2 separate regions of the Mus musculus genome follow, and region 1 is linked to region 2. The links are chromatin contacts, called in public HiChIP or PLAC-seq maps. All regions are on one chromosome and are shown on one strand. The core of a region is the stretch at or near the end of the contact, and the rest is flanking DNA. Distances in the headings are between cores, read along the strand shown. Region 1 holds the start of Tcl1 (T cell lymphoma breakpoint 1). Region 2 holds the start of Ak7 (adenylate kinase 7).

Region 1 (5,458 bases), core at 44-2,543, 480 kb before region 2:
CCCAAGGCGAGAACAGTCCCTGAGGAGATCAGGTGAATCTGTTAAGTCAGATGGTGGTGCCAGGTGTGTAAGCGCCACCATTCACAGCCCATGAGTCAATAATCGAACCGCTGTTATCAATTACTCTCTTTTCCTTATTAATACAAGTGAACGCTCACATGTTTAAAACCCTGGCTTCCTCAGTCATGGGAAACAAACCCTGCCCTGCCGTTTGCTACCAGGCTCCTGATCAGACAGCGCCTATCACAGCTCTGGGCTATTCTCTGGTTCATGGTTTGGGTGAAAAAGCTTGCCGTTAACCTGATATTTAAAAGAAATATCCACCCATGTTGTCTTCACACATCTGACTTAACGTTAAAAAAAAAAAAAGAAAAGAAAAACCAACTAGATATATGTAAATTTAGCATTGTAAAATGACAACAAGAGTGTAAATTCAAGAGCCCAGAATTGTGGCTCCATCGTTTGCTAGCGGTGCCCCGAGTCCGCGAGGCTCGCAAGCTCCACCCTCTGCTAGCGGCACCCCATGTCTGCATCTGCGTCTGTGAGGCTCACAAGCCCCACCTTGGTTGGAGTGGAGACAGTTCCCAGGTCCTAGCGCTTCACACACAATCTCAGCAGTTTGCTTTTAAAGCGTTCTTTGGCTTTACAAGTGGAACACTTTTCCGGAAGGTGCCTCTAGAAGAGATTTCTTTTGAACACCAACATTAAGGCCCATACCGAGGCTTCCGCACGCAAAACGAGGTTAAATCGTATTACTGACAGTGGATACTACTAGCTACCTTAAAGATATTCCAATTTTGTGGTTTAGGAAAGCCTTGTTTCACCCCGAATGATAGTCACACACACTCACACACACACACACACACCAGGCAACGTGGGAGAGGGGCTTGTCCACTGAGCTCGGGGCGCTCCCACCCTCCTCCAGGCCCACAGGCCCGAGTCAAACGACGTTCATCTGAGGTCTCCCTAGCCCTCCTGTTTCAGGCACAAGGGACCCTCTGTATCCTGGTCTCCTGCTACCAGCATCCCCCAGACCCAGACAGGGCATATCCCTGCTGCCCCACCTGCTAGCCCCATGGCGGTTGGTACCTTGATGACTACGGGCAGCCAGCTTCGACGAAACTCATCCAAGTACACGTGCTTCTCCCAGATCCACAGGCGGTTGGGGTGTGCAGGTGTCTCTGCCCTGTGTGCCCGCTGGGTAGCCATGGCATCCGATAAGAGCAAGAAGCAGAAAATTGCAATGCCAGTCCGTGATAAAACTGCTTCCTACACGGTGAGCATGAGAAACGCGTCTATTTATCACTACCAGGTGTGGGCCTGTGCCCCCTGGAGCGAGGCAGGGCGGAACGGGGCGGGGCAGAGTAGTGTGGGTGGGGCGAACCACAAGGATGGTATGCAGGACAACAACGTGGACTTCTGGAACAGGGGCAAGGTCTAGGCTTGCAGACCTGACCCCATCAAACCTAGGGTTCTTCAAGGCCCCCAGAAGATCTTGTTTTTCTCCAGGTACACCCGGCCACAGGAAAGGTCCTGTCAGGAAACACTGCCCTATGCTTCCCTTATGGTGAGACCCCTAGTCAGCTACTTTGTGTGACTGCTCAAGCCACACCCCGATGGCAGGCCATTCACTGCGAGGTCCATCTACATATCTTCCTCCCGGGTTCTCTCTGTCACCTTCAGTCTGTCCTTTTTGGGTGTCCCAGTTTCCTTTGCAAAGTTCAGTCCCCTCCCTCTTTGGCACATGACTTTTTCCATGGCTCTGACGAGGCGGCTGTGGCCTTGCGAAACCTACTTTTGAAAACATGGGTTTGCTGTCTTTGTGCTCGGACTTAGTGAACGCATCATTCCAGACCCATGCCTAAAAAGAAACCCTCCCAGCCCAAGATCAATGGGTTTGGAAAGTCTCTGAGTTGCTCAATCAAAACTGTCTCATTGTAAACAAATAAGGAAAAACAACCTCTCTTTATTTTACAGTAACTCGTGTCCATTAAGGCAATTAAGAAATTAATGGAAAACATGTAAAACCCAGCTCCAGGCGGGTTGCTTCAAACAGCCCTGCAGCTCGCGGTTCTGGGCCTCACCCGCCCGTTCCCTCTCACCCTCTCACTGAGGACCAGTGGAGGAAGCCGTTGGTGGTCTTTGGGAGGTCAGTGAATGATCAGGTGTGGACATCTGGTCAAATCTGCCAGATGTGCCAAGATGGGCTGAGGCCAGCCAGGTGTGTTCAGATTAATTGGGGGGGGGGGGGGGGGAGAAGAAAACAAAGAAAGCCAGGCGTGGTGGCACATGCCTTTAATCACAGCACTTGGGAGGCAGAGGCAGGCAGATTTCTGAGTTCAAGGCCAGCCTGGTCTACAAAGTGAGTTCCAGGACAGCCAGGCCTACACAGAGAAACCCTGTCTTGAAAAACCAAACCAAACCAAACCAAAAAACACCAAAGAAAAGACTGAAACCCAGCAAGCACAGCTCTGAGGGACCTTGGCCTTCAGTATTCAGACTGGAGGCTTTCAGGCTGATTTCCCTGTAGATAGGCTCTTTGTCGCCAGACCCAGAGAGCTGCAGAGAAATGAAGACTTTTGGAATAAGCTTGGTGTGGAGGTTCTGGGTGAGCACAGCCTTAGCAATAAGATGATAATAATAATAATAATAATAATAATTATTATTATTATTATTTGGAGACAAGGTTTCTCTGTATAGCCCTGGCTGTCCTGGAACTCACTCTGTAGACCAGGTTGGCCTCGAACTCAGAAATCCACCTGCCTCTGCCTCCCAAGTGCTGGGATAATTACTTATTTTGAATTCATTATGTTGTGTTTGTATTTGGGGGTGGGGTGGGGTGTAGGCCATGTTGGGGTCAGAGAACAACACCTTGGAGACAGTCATCCTCTCCCACCCCGGGATTGAACTCAGGTTGTCCTTGGCTTGGTGGCAGACACTTACACTCACCAAGCCTTTCACTGGCCAAGTCCAGTTTAAATTGTACTGGTGGGCACAGCTTTTGTGGCAAGGGGAAGAGTTCTCCAGGAGCCAGGGTGGTCCAATTCAGGCACAGGCCAGTAGCCAGAATGTCACAAAGTCTGTTGATTTCCTTCCTACACTCTCAGCTTTCCTATGTGGTGTTGGGAAAAGCAGCATCCATTTCCTAGGCGAGGGTTCTAGGGTTCCGGTCCCCTCTCCCCTCACTCTGAAAATAGTTCTGTAAGTTTGCACTCAGGGCCTTTTGATTCGGAGCAAGGGTAGACTCCATTCTTGAGAGGTGGTGTTTCATTCAGAAAGGTTCCAGAAGAATGGAACAGGGGTGTGTGTGTCTGGTGTCCACGCTGATACTTTTAAAATGTAAATTCCACAAAGGGGGGGGGGCGGGGCGGGCCGAGGAACAAAAGCTATTGTGTGGTCTCAAGCAGTAGGAGCCTCCAGGCTAATTATCTAGCTATCTCAAGGCTCTGCAGTCAGCCAGAGTTTTAGAATTTTCCGTTCCCTTTTGAATCTTCCTTTTTCTAGTCCTTGAGTTCCCACGTGTTAAGCACCTGTAATTCACAAAGCTGTCATCCCGCAAGGCCCCTGAACATGGCCTTTGCATCCTGCCTCAGGTCTGCATTCCCCTTGACCGCTGCTATCACCTGTGAACTTGGTCAGTCCTTCATCAGCTTGGCCTCAGCTGAGATGAATGAGTAGAGGAAACTCCTCCTCCTCCTCTGATCTGTCAATAAAGTCCTTTCACGGGAAAGGGGCGTGGTCGAGAGGCGGAAACCCATGCTATCCCCTCAGGAAAGCCTGTAGTTTTTAGCATGGAAGTTTTTGCACCGAGCGTTATGTGGAACGCTCTAGACAGGAATAAGGAAACCATCTTCCTTGTTTGGGCTCCAATTAGTGGCCAAAAGGAGGACCTGGGCATGATGAGGAGGGTCAAGGGTGGGCTGCGGTAGTGGATGGGGGTGTTTCAGAAGGGAGATGACACCTTTAGTACCGCACCAAGATTTCTGCATTTCCTTGTGACACAGGAGTTAAGCACAGGTTTAGTTCTCTGTTTTAGGTCCAACTCACATCTAATCCACAAAGCGTTTGTTCTTAGAGGAAAGTCCTGGTAACCAAGGCTGCTCTAACCAAACTTCGCTAGTGATGCCTCTGGCTGTAAAGGTCCCAGGTCAGTGATTCGCAACCTTCCTAACGCTGAGACCGTTTCCTCATGTGGCTACCCCAACCATAAAATTAGTTTCGTTTCTATTTTTATTTATTTTTGTTTGTTTGTTTGATTTTGGTTTTTGTTTGTACAGTTTCTCTGTATAGCCCTGGCTGTCCTGGAACTCTGTAGACCAGGCTGGCCTCGAACTCAGAAATCTGCCTGCCTCAGCCTCCCAAGTGCTGGGATTAAAGGTGTATGCCACCACCGCCTGGCAGGTTTCTATTTTTATAGCTACAATGTTGCTACTTCAATGAATCATAACGTAGATATTTGATATTTAGGATGTATTTTCCTGGTTACAAATTGACCCAAGAGGACGCACACAGGTTGAGAAACACTGTTCTATACCAAGCCGCTCAGAATCTTGAGGTTTGAACAGAATCTTCAGTCTGTCTGTCTTTCTACTTGTTTAAAGGACACTTGGGCTGATTCGATGAGTACTCTAGGAGCTGAGCCATAGTTTTTGAGGTGTGTATAGATTTATAAAACTAAATAACCATGAAAGTGTCACAGCTCCTCTTTCAGCAGTCGTATCTTATTGTAGAACCCGTTCCGGCCCCATATTTTACTTCTTTTCCTTTAGAGCTGCTGCTTCCGATCTTTTATGGGCAGGAAACCAAAACACAAATAATCTTAGAACTATAAAGGTCTGAGATCTCGCCCGTGTATAAAACACAGAAGCCCCCATGTGAGAGTGTCCAGGATCCATGCTTGTGCCCGGAGTAGGGTAAGAGAATAAAAACTACTGATTACGTGAGCTCAGGGTATAACTGTTTTTGGTTTGGTTTGGTTTTTTTGAGACAAGGTTTCTCTGTGTAGCACTTGCTGTCCTGGAACTCACTCTGTAGACCAGGCTGCTCTTGAACTCAGAAATTCACCTGCCTTTGCCTCCCAAGTGCTGGGATCAAAGGCGTGCGCCACCACGCCTGACTAGGGTATAGCTGTTTTATCATAGGGCTTGAGATGAGATCTCTACAGTAACGGACAGAGGCAGGCTAAATCGTGCCACTGCTAAGCTACTGTCTACTTAAATTTAAAGAGTTCTCTGGAAGTTTTAGTGAGGGACCATCCTATGGTGCATGTAGGGATCTTGTTAAAATGCAGATCCTAGAATGGGGAAGTTGGAATAAGCCTTAATAGTCTGCATTTTTTAAAAATATATTTTTATTTTATGCATATGAGTGTTTTGCCTGCATGTATGTCCATGCACCAAGTGCCCATAGAGACCAGAGAAGGATGACAAATCTGTTGAAACTGGAATTACAGGTGCTT
Region 2 (5,810 bases), core at 2,748-5,247:
AGCTGCCTCAGCTGCCACCGTCTGCATCTGGGCACACCTTCATACACTGGTCATCAGCAGATGTTTTTGTCGTTAGTTTGCAAAGGGCATTTTTAGCCTCTGAAGACCATGGGAGGAAAGGTGAAGGGTAGAGCCCTTGCCTGTCGTGGGTAAGCACCCAGCCCTGTCCTGAGGATCTAAACAGTCTTAAAATGCTTCTGGGGACCAGGCTTGGTAGAGTTCCCTCTGCATTGCCAATGCCACCGAGAGTTCACTGGGTGTTTGACCCTGGCTTTACAAGACTCTTTTTCTGGTGTGATGTCTGGTTGCCTGCAGTGTGCACAGTGAAGCCCAGCCTCAGGCTCTCTTTCTGGTGTGATGTCTGGTGTGATGCCTGCAGTGTGCACAGTGAAGCCCAGCCTCAGGCTCTCTTTCTGGTGTGATTTCTGGTTGCCTGCAGTATGCACAGTGAAGTCCGGCCTCAGGCTCTCTTTCTGGTGTGATGTCTGGTTGCCTGCGGTGTGCACAGTGAAGTCCGGCCTCAGGCTCTCTTTCTGGTGTGATTTCTGGTTGCCTGCAGTGTGCACAGTGAAGTCCGGCCTCAGGCTCTCTTTCTGGTGTGATGTCTGGTTGCCTGCGGTGTGCACAGTGAAGCCCGGCCTCAGGCTCTCTTTCTGGTGTGATGTCTGGTGTGATGCCTGCAGTGTGCACAGTGAAGCCCTGCCTCAGGCTCTCTTTCTGGTGTGATGTCTGGTTGCCTGCAGTGTGCACAGTGAAGCCCAGCCTCAGGCTCTCTTTCTGGTGTGATGTCTGGTGTGATGCCTGCAGTGTGCACAGTGAAGCCCAGCCTCAGGCTCTCTTTCTGGTGTGATTTCTGGTTGCCTGTGGGGTGCACAGAGAAGCCCGGCCTCAGGCTCTCTTTCTGGTGTGATGTCTGGTTGCCTGCAGTGTGCACAGTGAAGCCCGGCCTCAGGTTGAACTTTCTTGTGCTTAATCTCAGGCTAACATTTTAAAAAATGATGTTTGTAGAGTTTAAATAAAATTATTTACTTGATTTTGAGTTGAGCATAAAGCAGTCATGCTTAAAAACTGAAATGGTTTATTTTGTGATAAGTGGCTGATTCAAAGATCTTATCAAAATGTGCCAGCACTTTTTAAATTCAACAATGTTATATTTTGAGTTGAAGTGAGAGAAGGGAGTTGTTCTTTCCTTTATTACTTAAAACAAAGGGGATCAGTACACACACACACACACACACACACACACACACACACGTGTGAGCACAGGCAGACCTCTATCCTAAGCTAAGCTAGTTTTTAAGATTAACCATATAAATTAAACCTTGATTTTACTTCTAAAGAAAAAAAATCCTCTGACTCAAATCAATTTCAAAAGAGTTGTGCGTGAGCACACACATAGCCTGAGCATTGGGAAGTGAAGAAAGAGCCGAGGCTGTCATCCTCAGCTACAGAGGATACGGGAGGTCAGCCCAGGCGAAACCTAAAGTGGGATTACAGCAGTGGGCAGATGAGTTTAGACAACTCACAGGGGAGGAATAATGAAAGCTATTCAGTGACCACTTGAAAGGGGCTCCAAAATGGAGGAGGAGCACAGAAATACAACGTGAGAGGTGTTTGACTCTGCTGATAATGTGAGAAAATGTCAACAGTTGGACCATGGCAGGCAAGATGGCTCAGTGAAAGTACTATCTCCACACCAGACAGCCTGGATGGGAGCTCAGGACCTACGGGGGGGGGGGGGGGGGGGGGGCGCCTATTTCCACAAGTCTTTTAAAAAGAGTTTTGTTTCTTGTTTTTTGTTTTTTTAGTCAGGGTTTCTCTTGGTAGCCCTGGCTGTCCTAGAACTCACTCTGTAGATCAGGCTGGTCTCAAACTGGGAGATCCCCCAACCTCTGCCTCTCGAGCGCTGGGATTAAAGGTGTACACCCCCAGTGGACCAGCTAAAAAGAATTTAACAATGCCATTTCTTCAGCTAATTTGTAGTTCTCTTAACATAGCCAGAATTTAATGGCGGGCACTTGAACTGGAGTGTGTGCTGTTAACTAGCTACACCCTCGACAGAGCTTCTGGAGCTCCGTGAGTTCCCTCAAAGATAACTCTGTATTCGTTGCAATGCAAGGGGAGAATCCAGGCCTGGAGTTGTAGCTCAGGAGAGCTCATACTTAGATGTGCAACATCCCTGCATTGACACCCAGCACACAGAAAAAAAGAGACAAGAAATGGATGTGAGCTGAAAAGTTTGTGCTAGTCTGTCTGCTCTGAGTGTGTCCATGAAGAGAGCAGAGGCTTTATCTCCCATAATGACATGCCCACCTTCCCTCCTGCTCTGCTGAGCCCAAGCGCTTCCCACATAGCAAGTCAGCTGCTGGCTCTGTGACTACCCTCAGTGCTTTCTATGCAGGATGCCCTGTGCTCCCTCCAGTGTTCAGGGGCAAAACCTGCTGCTTGGTTCATATTAGGAATAGAGGAGGAAACTAGTTTGGGAATGGGCCACATTGACTTCGGAACTCTCCCTCTAAGCTCCCCCTGCCACCACCCTGGTATATTAGGTATAGCATTGCTGAGGCTTGCACTGATGAAAAAACTTGAGTAGCCACTGGGGCAGAATGGTCTTCTAGGACTTTGCAGTACTTAATAAAAGGCACCACACACAGTTGGTAGTAACATGCATGCACAGGAAAGAACTAATGGAATGATACAGCAGTTGCTATAATATAATCAATATAATCAATATAACCAATAGGCACACAATGGCTCAGCAGTCAAGAGCACTGGCTGCTCTTGCAGAAGACCTGAGAGTGGTGCCTCATAGCTCTCTGTTATTCCAGTTCCAGGGATCCAACGTCTCTTTTGGTCTTGGATGCCACCAGGAAAACATGTGACACAGAGACATTCATGCAGGCAAACACACGTACACATAAAAATAAATATTTAATTTCTATATATGCATGCATATTTGCATAAAATACGTTCATGTATTTAGATTTAACAAGTTAGTGTTTAAAACTATTTCAGTGCAGTCGGACCCTTCCAACAAAACAAGCCGGTTGTTTCATAACACACCACAACTTTTGATGAAAACAAAATACACATTGTTTATTGCATTAATGTATTTGTGGAAGAGGGGTGTGTGTGCCAGGGCACATGTGTAGAGGACAGCTTGCTGGAGCCCGGTCTCTTTGGGACAGAGGGATGGAACTCACGTTGTAAGGCTTGATGGCACCTCCTTCACCCTCCGAGCAAGAGGTGGTTTATTTCAGCAACTGCACGAGTATTCTCATTTGTAAAGAAGACCCAGAGCTTAAACGGTCTGAGTGTAAACTTCATGATTGTGTGTGAATTCCTGGTCACAAAGTCCCTCCAGGCACCTCCACCAAATCCCCAGGCAGGGTGGTAAGGGGGGAGGGGGCATCTGAAAATGCTTAGGAAAGACAATCTGGGAAGAAAAATCTCAATTGAGAAGATGCCTCCATAAGAATGGCTTACAGGCATGTGTATGGGGCATTTTCTTCATTGATAGAAGACCCAGATCACCGTGAGCATCCTGCCCTTGATCCTGAGTTCTCTTAAGAAAGCAGACCGAGCAAGCCCGTAAGCCACGTTCCTCCAAGGTCTTTGCTTCCGTTCCTGCCTCCAGCCAGGTTCATGCCTTCTGCCCTGGCTTCCCTGGATGATGGGTCTACAACCTGTTAGTTTTGGTCTGGTACTCTCACAGCAATAGAAAGCAAACTAGTCAAACCCCTAAGCCAGTAGAACCCTGTGCACCAAGCAGCTACTGGGCAGTACAGGCTGTGGTGGTGGGCTCTCACGCTGTGGTCCTTGACCCCAAAACTCGTGACATCTGCTTTTCTTTACAGTAGAGAAATTGTTTACCCAAGCAGAGCGTCCTACAGGAGATGTGCCGAAGGCAGTTAGACAGTTCTCCAGGGAGATCAGCCCCGCCCTTTAGGACACGCCCCGGCCAGACCCGTGCCACGCCCCCAACGGACCCTCCCCCAGAGCTGCACCCTATCCAGAGCCCTCACCACAGGACACGCCCCGCCCAAAAGCAAGCCACACCCCTCCGAGAGTCCGAGCCTCGCCTCAGGGAGCCTGACCCTTTCAGCCTTCCAAAGCCCAGCCTCTCCTCCTTAGCAACCGACAGGACTCTTTCACCTTAGCAACTACTACAGCTTCCACCATGGCTGAAGAGGAAGTTCCTGCGACCACCGAAAAAGTTCTGAAGATACAGAGGGTATTCATAAACCATCTGGACACCTATAGCAGCGGAAACATAGGAAAGGTGAGCGGTGACCCGAGCCAAACTGGCCCTCAACCCTCAGTGTGTGTCCCTGATCTATCTCCACAGCAAAGGCCTGCATCACTGGCTGTTAGGAGCCTCCCCGGGGGAAGAAGATTCCAATCCTAGCACATCAGTGCCTCCAGGACCTGTCCCTAAGCAGGCTTGACCCATGTTCCTTCCTAATAACGCAGGTGTTTTGGCTATGGTGAAAATGAGGCTCAAGAGAGGAAAGGGCTTGCACAAATCATAGGTATTATGGGCGGGACCTGGAGCACACAACGCGTAAGTCCCGCCATTATGTCATCCAGGAAACATCCATCTAGCGTTTTTAAGCATCTGTTTTGTGCTAGGCACAATTTCTGACCAGGTCCCATTAAGCTTCCTTACTTCCAGGAAAGTTATGGAGATGACTTAGCAGGAGACCTTACTTGAGACACAAGTGTGAGGACCTGAGGTCTGACCCCCATCATCTATGGAGAAAGTGAGCAAGTAGTATTCTACCTCTAGCGTAAACACACACACACACACTCACACACACACACACACACACACACACACACACATGATCCCAAGAGAGAACCTAGGAGCTGTCATTCTAAATTGTTCATCCAAAGACAGTCATGTTTTAGGGGCTGGAGACCCAGGTTCAATTCCCAGCACTCATATGGCAGTCCAGATTGTCTGTAACTCCAGTCCAAGATGATCTGATGCCTCTTTTTTGGCTTCTGGCGGCACACTGCATGCACATGGCACACACACACACACACACACGCCCTCACAAACACACACACATGCACATAAAATAAAAATAAATCTTAGCACACACCTGCAGAGGCCCTGCCATTGAGGACTCTGGATCCGTTGGGTTGAGGAATCTGCCAGCTTGTGGGAAGTCAAAGGTAATGAGGTACCCTCACCCTCGCTGCACTGCTAATTAAGTAGCAGAGGGGATTAGAACTCAGGCTTCCTGCCTCCCAAGATGGTTAAAAATGAGTGTGGAAACAAACCCCCTAGTGACTCATTAAAGCAAATCACCAGATGACCAGTTGTGGCATAATTAAATTCTGGCGTGGATTATCAAGGGGTGGTGGCCTGCTGGACGGCTCTACAACTGTAGCACTGGGATAGGCAGAAAGGGGTGGGAATGGAAGCTCATGTTCTCCACTGGACAGAAAGCTTTCATCCGAGCAAGCAACGCTCTGAGTGTAAGGATACAGAAGAGAACGGTGTGAAGATACCAGAGGCAGCTCTCTTCACAGCTGGGCGTGCATTTTATGAAGAGTTGGTTTTTCCTCTTTCTTTCTTTTTTCTTTTTTCTTTTTGTTTTTGTTTTTGTTTTTGTTTTTGTTTTTTTGGGTTTTTTGTTTTGTTTTGTTTGGGGGGGTTGTTTTTTGTTTTTTTGTTTTTTGTTTGTTTGTTTGGGTTTTTTTTTTTTTTTTCGAGGCAGGGTTTATCTGTATAGCTCTGGCTGTCCTGGAAGTCACTTTTGTAGACCAGGCTGGACTTGAACTCAGAAATCCAGCTCTGC

Evidence for each region. HiChIP or PLAC-seq counts read pairs in DNA pulled down with a chosen protein or histone mark.
Region 1: a contact with region 2 is called in an H3K27ac HiChIP or PLAC-seq map of embryonic stem cells, with 2.3 times the contacts expected there. The contact joins the promoter of Tcl1 here to the promoter of Ak7 in region 2. A contact is called at or near these places in 1 of 39 promoter capture datasets (hippocampal neurons) and 3 of 115 datasets of contacts at active chromatin or transcription factors (all in embryonic stem cells).

Annotation. Positions count from the first base shown.
Region 1 is chr12:105,221,444-105,226,901 of GRCm38.p6, forward strand. It overlaps Tcl1 (T cell lymphoma breakpoint 1), which reads right to left and starts at 1,294. Exons shown (of 4, transcript NM_009337.3): 1 at 1,090-1,294. The coding sequence starts at 1,209.
Region 2 is chr12:105,701,985-105,707,794 of GRCm38.p6, forward strand. Ak7 (adenylate kinase 7) reads left to right here and starts at 3,998. Exons shown (of 18, transcript NM_030187.1): 1 at 3,998-4,282. The coding sequence starts at 4,181. It overlaps Gskip (GSK3B interacting protein), which reads left to right. Exons shown (of 3, transcript NM_178613.3): 3 at 1-1,074.